Regions from separate parts of the Triticum aestivum genome. Here regions 2 and 3 are each linked to region 1. Evidence: chromatin contacts called from public Hi-C data. All regions are on one chromosome and are shown on one strand. Each heading gives the region's core, a stretch centred on a gene start, on an enhancer-like site or on the middle of the called end of the contact. The rest is flanking DNA. Distances are from core to core; before and after follow the strand shown. Region 1 holds the start of LOC123053557 (probable inactive receptor kinase RLK902). Region 2 holds the start of LOC123053560 (anthranilate synthase beta subunit 1, chloroplastic). Region 3 holds the start of LOC123053556.

What was found. Hi-C and Micro-C count contacts between places; a contact is called where the count stands out from the background.
Region 2: a Hi-C map of leaf shows a contact between it and region 1, with 8 times the contacts expected there. The contact joins the promoter of LOC123053560 here to the promoter of LOC123053557 in region 1. A contact is called at or near these places in 3 of 5 Hi-C or Micro-C datasets (all in leaf).
Region 3: a Hi-C map of leaf shows a contact between it and region 1, with 7 times the contacts expected there. The contact joins the promoter of LOC123053556 here to the promoter of LOC123053557 in region 1. A contact is called at or near these places in 3 of 5 Hi-C or Micro-C datasets (all in leaf).

The regions. Positions count from the first base shown.
Region 1 is chr2D:421,587,027-421,591,332 of IWGSC CS RefSeq v2.1, forward strand. It overlaps LOC123053557 (probable inactive receptor kinase RLK902), which reads right to left and starts at 2,276. Exons shown (of 2, transcript XM_044477024.1): 1 at 518-2,276; 2 at 1-425. The coding sequence starts at 1,862.
Region 2 is chr2D:422,006,432-422,010,737 of IWGSC CS RefSeq v2.1, forward strand. LOC123053560 (anthranilate synthase beta subunit 1, chloroplastic) reads right to left here and starts at 2,460. Exons shown (of 8, transcript XM_044477027.1): 1 at 2,056-2,460; 2 at 1,786-1,961; 3 at 891-961; 4 at 738-775; 5 at 551-661; 6 at 366-465. The coding sequence starts at 2,329.
Region 3 is chr2D:421,268,697-421,273,002 of IWGSC CS RefSeq v2.1, forward strand. LOC123053556 reads right to left here and starts at 2,246. Exons shown (of 2, transcript XM_044477023.1): 1 at 1,655-2,246. The coding sequence starts at 2,014.

The sequences.
Region 1 (4,306 bases), core at 1,026-3,525:
GTCGAACACCTCGGACGTCCACTCCTCGCGCACCACGGACCGCGCCCACCGCGGGAGGTCCACGCCCTCGTCGTGCAGCACGGCGTTCGTCGGCGCCTTCCCCGTCAGCATCTCCAGGAGCAGCACCCCGAAGCTGTACACGTCCGCCTTCTGCGACAGCCGCCGCGGGTCGGCGACCACCTCGGGGGCGCGGTACCCCGCCACGCGCATCGACGGCGCGCCGGCGGGGCCGACGAGGCTCGCCAGGCCGTGGTCGGCCACGCGCGCGTCCACCGACCGGCCGAGGAGTATGTTGGAGGACTTGATGTTGCCGTGCGCCACCTTGGAGCCCGTCGCGTGGATGTACTCCAGGCCGCGCGCCGAGGCCAGCGCGATCCGCCTCCTTGACTCCCAGCTCAGCGGCGATCGCCCGGCGCCACGGGTGCCTGAGAATCTCACCGGTTCAGAAATTTTGATCCAATTCGGAGCAGAGTTTGGAGCAAGAAAACAGAGAGAAATTTGATCCAGGAACACGCACCGTGAAGCATCGAGGAGAGGCTGCCCGTGGCGACGAACTCGTACACCATGAGCCGCTCGTCCTTGCTGAAGTAGTAGGCCTGCAGGGGCACCACGTTAGGATGGTCCAGCCCACCGATCGCCGCGATCTTGTCCCGGAACTCGCGCTCCGGCAGCGACGTCTCCTTGAGGCGCTTCACCGCCACCGCCGGCGCCGTCTCCAGCGCGGCCTTGTACGTGGTACCGTACGTGCCCTTGCCAAGCACCTCGGCGGACGCGCGGAGCAGGTCCTCTAGATCGTAAGGCCTCGGCACCCTCCCGAAGAAGAAAAGCTTCTTCCGCCCCACGGAGACAGGGGCGACCGGAGGCGGCATTGAAGCGGGCGGAGGCGGCCGCGCGTCGGAGACCCGTGGAGTGTAGCTATTCGGGCTCATTGCCTCCTTGCTGTGCAGGGCCAGCTCCGCCGCGACGGCGTCCTGGCTGCGGTAGGTTCTTCTTGGCTTGCGGCGGAGGGCGCCGCAGGCAAGGACCAGAACGGCGGCGATAAGCAGAAAGCCCAAAGCGCAGCCGATCACAATGCCCGCGATGGCACCGCCGGCGAGGTGTCGCCGGCCTCGCCCGCGGCTGTTTCCCGCGACCGCGGCTTCGGGGGCAACCGTGGGAGGCTGGGACGGTGGTTGGGTAGATGGTGTTCGACACGGCGGGAGGGGCTTGCCACACAGTGTCGTGCCGAGGAAAGACGTGGCGGGCATGCCGCCGAAGCCTTTAGGAACCTCGCCGGTGAGGTCGTTGAAGGAGACGTTAAAAGACAAGAGGGATGGTATGTCGACGTTCGGCAGCTCTTTGGTGAAGAGGTTGCCCTCCAAGAAGAGCAGCTGCAGCTTCCCGCTCTTGGCAATGGCGGGCGGTATTCTCCCGGAGAGCCGGTTTTCAGCGAGGTTTAGCTGCGTCAACGCCGGGAGGGAGAGAATCGCGTCCGGGAGCTCACCGGAGAAGTGGTTGGACTGCAGGTTGATGACCCGCAGCTTGACGCAGGAGGCCAGGTCGGCCGGCAGCGGGCCGGAGAGCGCGTTGAAGCGCAGGGACAGCACGGTGAGCCTGGTGAGGCCGCCGAGCGCGCCGACGGGGACGGAGCCGCGGAGGCCGTCGCCGGGCAGGTGGAGCCCCGTGACGCGGCCGCCGGAGCAGACGACGCCGGTCCAGGAGCACGTCTGCCGGGACGCGTTCCAGGACACGGACGCCGACCCGAAGGGCGCGATGAAGGCCTGCAGCGCCGCGGTGTCGGACGCCAGGTCGTCGGCGGCGCGCGCCGCGCCCAAGGCCACGGCGAGGAGCAACGCCAGCGCGGCGGCTACCGGCGGAGGCATGGCTGCGGTGGCCCCTTGGTCGATCACACCATGTGAGGGAGAGGAGAGGTGGGGAGGGACGAAACAAGAAAGCAGAATATCGGAAAGAAGCTTCACAAATGGCTCGTTTGGCGACAAGGGGAAGAAGACTTGAGGAGGGCGGGCGGACTCACTTCCACAAAACGATGTCGCAAATCCGCAACCACATTCTTGGTCCGACTGTTGTCGGCCGTTCGATAAAACGTTGGACGGCCGAGATCGCACGCCTGCCCGCGGTCGCCGATCCTACTCCTGGTCCAGTTGACGCTGACGGCACGAGAATAGTTCGATGATCTGGAGTACAACTCAACTCAACAGTGCGTGAAAAGGATCAGCGAAAATAGTTGCATGTTTGAATTTTGGGCAGTTGTTGCTAGCTGCTGCTCTTGAGATCCACTGCTTTGTAGGCCAATGTGATGAACTCGAATCCCTGGCCATTTTCCTGCTGACATATCCCCGGCGCAGTTCGCTTCGTGGACCGGTTCACTCGATGATGTGTGGAGCTGTGGACGTGGACGGCGTCGTGCAGCCGTGCGCGACGAAGTAAACCGGTCCCTGGAGGCCGGAGCCGTAACTGTCGAGAGCGTTGTGTGGTGGCCTGTAAATGTCATGATGGCGTCGGGTGTAGGAAAAATTGGAGCGAGTGTGTGATGATCGTCTGTCAGTTACCGTCCGTTGAACGAGTAACTTCTGAGCAATGCTGAATACATGGTTCTTCTTCTTCTTCTTCTTCAAAAGGAAAAAAAAAAGACTTCTGAGCAATGCTGAGCTAGGAACGTGCATTTCCTTCGTAAGTGCAGAATCGAATTGGCCAAACGGCCAAAAGAACTAGGAATAGCCGAGAGCCAATGGTGGTCAGAGTCAGTCACATCGCGTTCTTCGTTTGTCGACATATTTTGCAACCATGGGGTACATAATTTAAGAGCAAAGTATTTTCTCGATGGTGAATGCAAACTTAAAAAAGGGATTCTCTTTTAATTGGCAAAGTATTATGGGGGGAGTCAATTCTTTAAAGCATGGTTATATCTGGCGAGTGGGCAATGGATCAAATATTGATATTTAGGAAGATGAATGAATCCCAAATTGCCATAATAGGAACATTATTACTCCAAGGGGGGACACCTCTGTCAAGGTTCTCTGATCTTATTGATCGACCTGGTGAGACAAATGTTATGCTCAATTAATGCTCAGCGCGTCCTTGAGATTTCTCTTTCTTTGGATGATATGTCAGATTTTATATCGTTGAGCTACAAAAAAGAAGTTCATTGTTCAATCAGCTTATTTTCCGGAATGGGACTACCAACACGGGAGTAAACTTCGACATACTAATGGTACGAGACAAATTGATGTTAATCCTATTTGATCTAACATTGGAAATTATCTTGTTCGGCAAAAATTAAAATCTTTATTTGGCGCACGTCATATGGCACTCTCCCTTATCGTGTTACACTTGCCAATAGACATTTGAGAGTGTCGCCCCAATGCCCATCTTCTTCTCATAGGCCAGAAGGTACAAAGCACCTATTATTTCAGTGCCAGAAAGCTAAGGACATATGGAGTAGGCTCGAGATGGATGAAGTGATTAAAAGAGCCTGTGAAAGATTGTGCATGTGAGGCTGTCATTGAGTTCTTACTTCTGCTACCAGACCAAGATTTCTCCATTTCGGGTCTCCAGAATGCTCGTGAATTGATAGCCATTACAGCTTGGTTCTTGTGATAGGAAAGGTGTAAACCGGTTCATGAGGGAACAGCTTAAGATGCGTATCAAATTTCTATGGGGATTCATGCTCGAACAACAAATTACGTTATTGCCTTTTCCCCTAATGCTACAAGTAAAAGAGATGAATGGATTCGGCCTCCTAGGAAGTTTGCAAAACTTAATATTGATGAATCTTTTGATCAAGACATGCTTAGGGGCATGGCGTCGTCATCAGAGATGATAAAGGGAATTTTATTGTTGGCGGAAATTTGAGAATCGAGTGGTGTGCATATGCCCTGACGGCTAAAGTTCTGGTGCTAAGATTCGGCCGAATCCTTGCGCAAAAGGCGGGCTGCAATCATCTCATTATTAATTCTGATTGTGGAGATCATTGATACCATGAAGAATGGAGGACATTCTGCATGATCGGCAACGGTAGTTTTGATGATTGTTATTTTTTTGCTTGTGTTTTTTTTCTTACTAGTTTCGAACATTGCAATAGAGGAGCGAACAAACTTGCTCATGAGTTTGTTAGGTTAGCTAGATTTTCTTCAACTAACGATTGGTTTGAGGAGTCTATGGGTGAAATTGTACATCTCCTCCTTACGGACGATGTAACTATTAGTATTTTTGAACTAATAAAGTTTAACTTTCAAAAAGTAAATGTGATACAAAATTTAAGTTCACTTCTATAGCCTCCTCTCAGTACAGGCTTGACTAACTAAGA
Region 2 (4,306 bases), core at 1,210-3,709, 420 kb after region 1:
TCAAATCAGAAGCTCAATTTGGACAAGTGCCAGACTGAACAAGGAAACAAACAGAATTGTTTTCCGTGGTTGAAAAAAAAGCTACCTCCATACTAGCATACTATCATCAATACTAATTGAATATGTTAAAAATTCGACTCGCCATTGAATGGCACATGCTACAAAATTTCTCAAGACAAACGTAAGTGCGTGCTCTAAACAGGTAAGTACAATAGAGCTCGAAAGCACTCCTGGTTATCATAAAAACAGAAGCAAAGACAACATGTGTGCAGTTCAATGTTCACAATAGCAGTGTCAGTCAACTGTTATGTAATGTAAGCTAGAACCGACAATCCATGGTTTACTTAATGGTTGAGAAATCATACTTTGACAAGCCCTCGAATATGGACTTTCCTAGAACTTCGTCATAGTAAACTGGAGAGCTTTTTCCATGCATCACACCAGAAGGAACGCGGATAATCTTCCCTGTATATTCATATAGGAGAAAAAACATCAGCAAGACTGAATAACAGATCATGGAAAACCATGTGTCCATAGAGATAAATCTAACCTCCAAATGCCTCTCCAATGCACTGCAGACCCATGCAAACTCCGAATATTGGGATGGTTGGCCCAAGTTCCAGAACAGTCTGCAATGATATACCTGAATCTTGCGGTTCACCTAAAGAAGAAATATGAATGTTATTCGTAAGGTCAGAAACTTTAAACTGTTCTGAGATTCGGTAAGAGACACTAACCAGGCCCTGGAGAAATAAGTATTCCTCGTGGTTTCATCCTACATAAGATTAAAGAAAGGAACATCATCAACAAAGTTGTAATATGGTATAACCCCTTTAGTTGGACCAGAATGAAACTAAATTACAATTGAAGTGGTGCTCAGAGAACTATACCTCTTTACCTCCTCTATGGTAAGTTCATCATTACGGTACACCTCAAAATTTAATCCAAGCTCCCCCATATACTGCATCAAACACTCAATTTCAGCAAGACGTGTTTTCTCATAGCATGTGTTCACGTCATATTAAAATAAAGGTGCGAAAAATAGATTTAACCGTCTCATAAGTACGTGCATCTGAAACAGACACCAAACCTAACCAAATAATGCATTCTTGATTCTAATTTGGATCTTTCAGACAAGGAATGCTTCTTAGAAGGTCATATTTTAAATGGAAAATCTTTGAGAATAGATTTCAGAGGATCCAACTTTGTACTTCTAATTAAAAAACATTCTTGCGACTTTGGTTGCCAAATGTTATCCTCTGTTGTTAGGATTTATTAGAACAACTGGGCATTAACAGCATGTTTAGCAGATTCGTGTTAATTCTCAAATGTAGAAAAATGCTTAGCAGATTCATGTTGCTTCTCAAATGTAGAAATACATTTGTGTAACACTTCTAAAAGAACATTGTGATAAAACATCACATAAGGTTAAAATAGCAAGATAAATTCTTGTACCAGACCATATATAATTCTGAATCCCTAAAACAACATTCCATGCTACGAAAAGTATACTTGAGGGCAGTGGAAACTTGTTCTGCCTTTTTAAATGGAAAAACTACTTTTGACTGGAAAATATGGCCTGACTCAACCGAGAATGCGACTTCCGCTCGAACCAGTTTGCACGGCAAAAAAGGAAAAACATGGGAGGAAAAACTCTATGAACATTGAAACGTCCGGATCAACCCACCAAGTGACTCATCTATGCCGGCAAAGATATGGCATACACAGACCGACCAGAAGCAGCCGGAATGCAAATAGGCCAGGAGCATGTGAAACCATGTATACCTGGCACAGGTTGTAGGTAAAGCTATCATAGTTGTCGATGACGATGATGGGCTGCTTCACCGCGGCCGGGGTTCCGTCACGGTCGGCCACCGGCGCCGCGGCGGCCGTCTCGGCGGCGACAACCACCGGCGTGACCGCCCTCCTGCCCCTGAGGGCCAACCCACCGCTCTCAGGATCTGCGAGGGCAAAGGCCAATCGATCTGAGATTCGGCAGATCCGGCAGAAAACAACAGAGGCATGTATAGAACCAGGGGCATGAGCGGTTCGTACGGAGGGTGGCCGGAAGGCGCGCGAAGCCGGCGACGGGGGACGTCGCCCGAGCGCGCAACGTAGTGCAGGCGGCCGCCGGTGAAGAGGCGGCGGCGAGGTGGGAGCAGGCCATGCCGGCGAGGAGGGTTCCGAGGCGCGCGGCTTGCTGGGTTTTTGTCCGTGGCGGGGTAGGGGTCAGGAACGCGGAACGGAACGGGAGAAAGCGAGCTGCGCGCTTGCAGCTATATATACAGTAGAAGGGAGGGATTTCGGATTGGATTAGGACGACATCCATTTTCTTCAGCGCGCGCAGTAAGAAATGGAAAGAGATTCAGTCGTGCTTAGTTATGCACGTAAAACTCTACGGGCCCTACTAACGCCGTGCGTCCGCCGGCCGGCGACGTGGTCAGAATCTCACTCGTGCCCGGCGCCTGCCATGGCACGAGGAAGGCGTTGCTTCTGCCGTTTCCGTGTGTAATAAAAAGCACTGAACGCACGCACAGCACATGGTCTCGCACTAGGAAACGTCGCTGCCGATCCCCGGGGGCCTCAACCGGGGTGGAGGACGCCGGTCCTGCTCCGCCGCGGGGGCGAAGCGGGTGGGTGGGTAGGTGGGGAGGCGGCTGGTGATGTGGTCCAATGTTGGAATTCAGAATTTTCAGAACGGATCGGTCAGATCTTGGCCTCAGTTGTTCCTTACATTTCATCCATCTCTAGTGGGGCTCACATGTATACAGGAACCAGAACGAACATCAGATGCTAGGCGAAAGCATGGCCGGAAGGCATTGTTACTCGTGTGGCAAATTTTAGCCTAGGAGAAAACTACACGTGATCCAAATGCAGCACTGTGCGACCTACCTGTGTCTATTATCGCCGGAGCTACGGTCAGTGAGGCATCTCTCCCTCCTCTACTGATTGTCTCGAAATAAACAGTAAATCGCCGATCTACATGTGGGGATTCTCTCCACCTCCCCCCGCTCAACGATTTCCTAAATAAAATACTCACTAGCGGGGAATCTCTCGAATTCGTGACAAATAATAATAAATCGAAAGTCTCCGTCGCATCAGTATAGTTACTGGTACTACCAAATTATTATTATTTTAGTAAACATAGACAAAGGGCATTTTACATCTAACGTTTATCAAGAAAATCAGCGAGCAACATAAACCAAGGACGACAACAGAAGACAACGTGTAAAATGTACAACTACATCAAAAACTATATTAGCAGGTTTTCCTTCACTTTTACGTTGCTCGTCGAAGCTTGAAATGTACACTGAGCGTGCAGTGACCAAAAAGGAAACCTGTAAACGTACTCACCGTGCAAGCTTTTGAAGACCGTAATAACAACTCACTAACAATGATATCAAATATCCCGTAAAAAAAATAATGATATCAAGTAGCACATCAACTAAGACAGCACCCCATGCAGCGTAGGTTTGCTATCCTTCATCACCAATTCAAAGGGCTATAGAAATCGAATCTTGCTCCCGAACACTTTTTTTTAAGAGGCCAAAGTAACCGCGTCAATAACCAACCAACTGATTTTTTTTTATACACACACCAACAGTCAAAATTTAAATAGAACCAACATGTCTACCAACACCTACTTCGAAACAAGTTTTCGCACCGCTCTATATTAATAAATCTGCACATCCAACGATACAATGTTTTGAAAAAATTCAGAAGCTAATCAAACGAAAACATGACAAAACTAGCAGAGAGCACCAAAAGCACACTAGGACGCACTAATAAGGGTGTGTTTGATAGGGTGTATGAAGGGTGCATGAGCCCAAGAGTTCCCTTCTCGGCCCACTTTTGGATGTTTGGTAGAGTGTATGAAGGGTGTATGAGTCCACGCTAGCTTAGCACAAATACACTAGAAGCATGCATGAAGAGGGGTGTTGAGTTGAGCATGCATGAAGAGGGAACAACTATGTTGGGACGAGAACGCAACCAAACACACCCTAAATGCCTCCAATGAGACACCAAGAGGAAGCACATGAGACCCGTCGACACATTCGAGGAACACACCCCACTCATCGGTAACGCCCCCAAGAGGGTTACGACATGAAGCCATCATCATCGTCGTGTCAACCGAGGCCGAGTGTCAGTGGGTAAGGTAGGGACCAAGGTGGCGTCCCAAGAGGATCACAAGTTCACAACACCCACATGCATTTGTCGCCACCGGCATTGAGGCACATAGCTTCCACTCGGCCCTACCCCCTCACCGCATCGTGCAAGCAGACCACTAGCCCCTTCACGAGGAGGA
Region 3 (4,306 bases), core at 996-3,495, 320 kb before region 1:
GATGTCCGATAATATAAGATGTTACTACAACCAATATGTGAGTATATCAACTGTAATAACATCTTACATTATGGGACGGAGGGAGTACAATATTACAAACACCCTGGATTATGTACAGAACCAACATGAAAGTTTCTCTGCCATACTGAAAGCACACAATTTTTTAGGTGGGTACTGAAAATACTTGGCGATCATTTATTGCAGTCTGTAAGTAGCATGTTATATGAGTATTCCCATTTTCATCATGCATACAGAAAAGGGGAATAAAACAATGGCTCAAAAGCTGTAATACAACACTGGTGTGTTCAAAGTGGGGGAGATAATGCATGAAGCTTGTTTGTGCTTGCACTGACATCTACTCACACAAAGTTTTAAATCGGACGGTCAAAGGCAAGACAGAGTGAATGCCCTCGCTTGCCAAGTTATTGTTCATAAGCAAGCAATTACTAATTTACATACCAGGATATTGCAGATAAGGACATCAACAAATGACAATTAGGAATAGTAACTAACCGAAATGAACACAAAATCAGTAGTGCCCAACTCATAAGCTCATATCAAGGTTTCCAATTTCAGGATCAATGCTCCAACTTAAAGAGTAGTGCCCAACTCATAAGCTCATATCAAGGTTTCCAATTTCAGGATCCATGCTCCAACTTAAAGAAATATGTTAGTTCTCAGTTGAACTTACAGGAGCCATCAGATGATGGAGTTAACAGCTGAGATCAAGCATCGCTCGACCATGAGAAACTGCTCACTCACACTCAGGTGATCTCAGCTGTTTGATTACTTAATGAGATGACCCTAGAACTACATAATGATTGAAGTAATAAAGGCTCCAGTGGAGCCATGTCAGCAAGCCACTTGCCACCAATAGCATACCTTATTCTACCTACAATCCTCATCCTGCTATTGACCATGTCACTTGTAGTTCTCGACAGCTATAATTGACAATTCTGTCAACATACATCACAGAGCACACACAGAGAGCAGATTTACAAAACCAACTTGTCAAGTTAGCTCCACAAGATTGCAACCCCCATGTTGCGCAAAGTCAAGAGCTCTGCATCGGCATCCCATTCGGTTCCTACAGCATGCTTAGAGATAGCATACACGTTCTACTCATAACATGGTTCCAACTTGCAACTACTAGTAGTAAACTACATGTGGCAGCAGAGCAGAGTATAACTATCCTCCTCGGATGCCCTCTGAGCTTTCAGTATCTCACAAATCAGTATTGTTTTCAGCAATATGGTGGACCACATCCCATAAATGAACACATCGAACAATCTGATCTGGCAACAACAGCGCTCTGCCTCCCATTTCATCTTCTCCGTCAAACTACGTTCAGCATGACAGCTCACTCGCTCTCAAACGCACAACTATCCAAAGCGCACAGCCATTTTAGCTAGTAAGAACATAATGCTAGGATCAAGCTCTGGCTAGATCTTGCTCCCCGGCCCTTTAAATGCGATTGTTCGTTTTACACATCAATCCTGCTCCATTATGTGGTCGTTTGCAGCAATTAATGCTCTATAAACAAGCTTGGACTCCACGAAAACTGCTGATCTAGTATCTGATTGAAGGACCAGCACGGCTAGAAAGACAAATTCGAAAGGGAAGAAGGAAGCAGGGGGTGGTGGTACTAGTGTACCTTCTTGAGCGCGAGCGCGAGGCGCTTGCTCTCGAGGCGCGGCGTGGAGAGGACGACCTCGCGGGCGATCCAGATCGCGCGCCGCTGCAGCGCCAGCGGCATGTCCGCCGCGCGCACCCGCACCGCCACCTTCCTCCCCTCCCCGCTCGCGGCGTCCCCTTTGACCTTCGCCGCCTCCCTTTCCTTGGTCTCCGGCTTAGCGGCCTTGCCCTCCCCGCCGCTGGGCTCCGCCGCCGGTTTGCGCTCCACCTTGGGCTCCGGCTCCGGCTCCGGTTGGGGCGGGTCGTCGAGCCTGGTGCGGCGGACGAGCGAGCTGAGGTAGCGGCTGCGGCGCTCGAGCTCCTCCTGGGCCGGGTCCATGTTGCTTGAGATGGATGTTCCGGCTAGATAGATGTTGACCGGTCGCGGCGCGGACGGCTGGGTGGTCAGGTCAGCAGCGGCGGTGGCAGGGGGGCATGGCCGCGAGTGGGAGGTGTCTGTCTCGGGGTCGGGACGGGAGGTGGTGGTGGCCGGTTGGGTTGGGGTTTCTTGGGGTTTGCCTTGCCCGGAAGAGAAGGGGTGGTGAGTGAGTGCGATTGTTGCCGCTCCTGGAATTCGTGGGAGCAACTTTTGAGACAAAACCTTTTGTTTTGCTTTGGTTTCCAGGTATAATACTCGGCCTACACTTTGTTCGGTTGTTTGTGTGAATTCATGCTGACTAGGGTTGCGATCTGATCCAGGGTGAGATTAGCCAGTAGCTTATCTAGTCCAGATTTCAGTGAAGAGCAAGATGGAACTAGACTTCCATTGTGTGTGTTTGTGCACGTGGTCCCGATTGTCCGTCGATTTGTGCCCAGGGCGGGCGTTTGACCAACTGTCGGGGTCGGCAACCCCACACTCGCTGGCTGAGCCTGAGCGTTCTCCCAGTCCCACCGGCCACGCAGCGAAGACACCTCTACCAACTCGGAGGTCGAGGGATGGCACGATGGCCGCACTCCCCAGATTCCCTAGCCTGGCCGGCACTACCAAGCTTTGCTCGGATGCAGAGTAGCCAAGCTCAGGAGGTTCTAGCCGCTGAAATTCCGCTTAATCGCATCGAATCAGATTAACCAAATACGAGCTAGACGAATCGTGGCAGGATGAGAATGCAACAGAACTGCAACCCAGCGATATCGAATAGCGCAGAGCAAATGTACAACAACGGCACAACTGCACATACATTAGCGCTCGAATTTAAACCACCAAAGAGGCAGACAACACTACTACACTAGCGCATCAATCACTACCAACCAGAGTATAGTCATGGAGCAAAACATATCCAGAATATCCATAGTAAACTTGAATTCCAATATCAAGTCAAGTTAAACAAACCGACTTCCCAAGGATTTCACAAATCAAAGATGAAGGATTCAAGCTTATACGCAACAGAGGATTAACAAATCAACCTAGGGATAACAAGCTACGCGTCAGCCTATGACAGTATCTATCAAGAACTCCAACAAGAATAAGAAATGGTTTTGTTTTTCTTCCCTAGAATTCTACCTACAATATCAACCAATGTCCACAAACCACCAAAACATGAAAGCAGAATTTACAATACCAACCAAGGTCGACAAACCAACATGAAAGCAAACATGAAGGCAGTTCAATTTCAAAATGTGGAAACCTGTCTATTCATTTTTATTTATTTATACTAGTTTTGTTGCTCGGTCAGTGATCAACAAAAGAAAAGAAAATGAACTAAGAACACTGGCTGCCTTGAAGCATATACACACAGGATTAACAGTCGTGAATACTCATCATTAGCCTAGGGATGATGAGCTCGGCATCAGCCTACAACCGTAGTACCATCACAGTATCAGTGTAATGAAGAACTCCAACAAGAATTAACAGTCATGAAGCAAGCATAGACACTTCACGAAACACTTCCAAGTTTTTTTAGAACAAGCTTCAACATGCATATAAGAGGGGGGCAGATGGCCTACAACATCAATTTAAGTCCAGGCCAAATAAAAAACAACCAAAACACTTTGAAATGATTCAAGTTCAAAATTTGGAAACACCTTCATTTTTTATTTGTACTTGCTTGGTTGCTCAGTTTGCAATCAACAAGAAGACGAACTAGGTCACTGGCTGCCAGTTTCCATGGTCCAGAATACTCTTGTAATAATAGTTGAACCAAATAGCAATTATGCAGAATTAAACAGGAAGCAACATCCCGAGTCTTGAACAAGCATGGGATAAAGAATTCCTGTAAATCAAGAAATGCACTAGATGGGACACAAACATGCATTACAGGACTATTGTTGAGATATTTTAGAGCTAAACTCCATCAATGCACTAGAATTTATTAGGCAAGGCATAATCCACACTATTCAGCTAAACTGAAACATCACAGCAAAAACCTATCGTCCACTGGCATACCAAATCCATAATTGCCTCTTGTAACACTAGTGAAGAAAATACCAAGTTAAATGGAGCGTTACTTCGCATGAGCCCAATAGTATGAGCACCCAAACAAGGAAATTATCACCAAAAGGTAACCACACTGCTGAGCTAAATCAAACATCAAAGCATCAACCTATCATTCACTAGGACATTATATCCAGAAATAATTCTTGTCACCATAGAAGCAAACCCCAAGTTAAAGGACAAGACCTAAACAATACTATC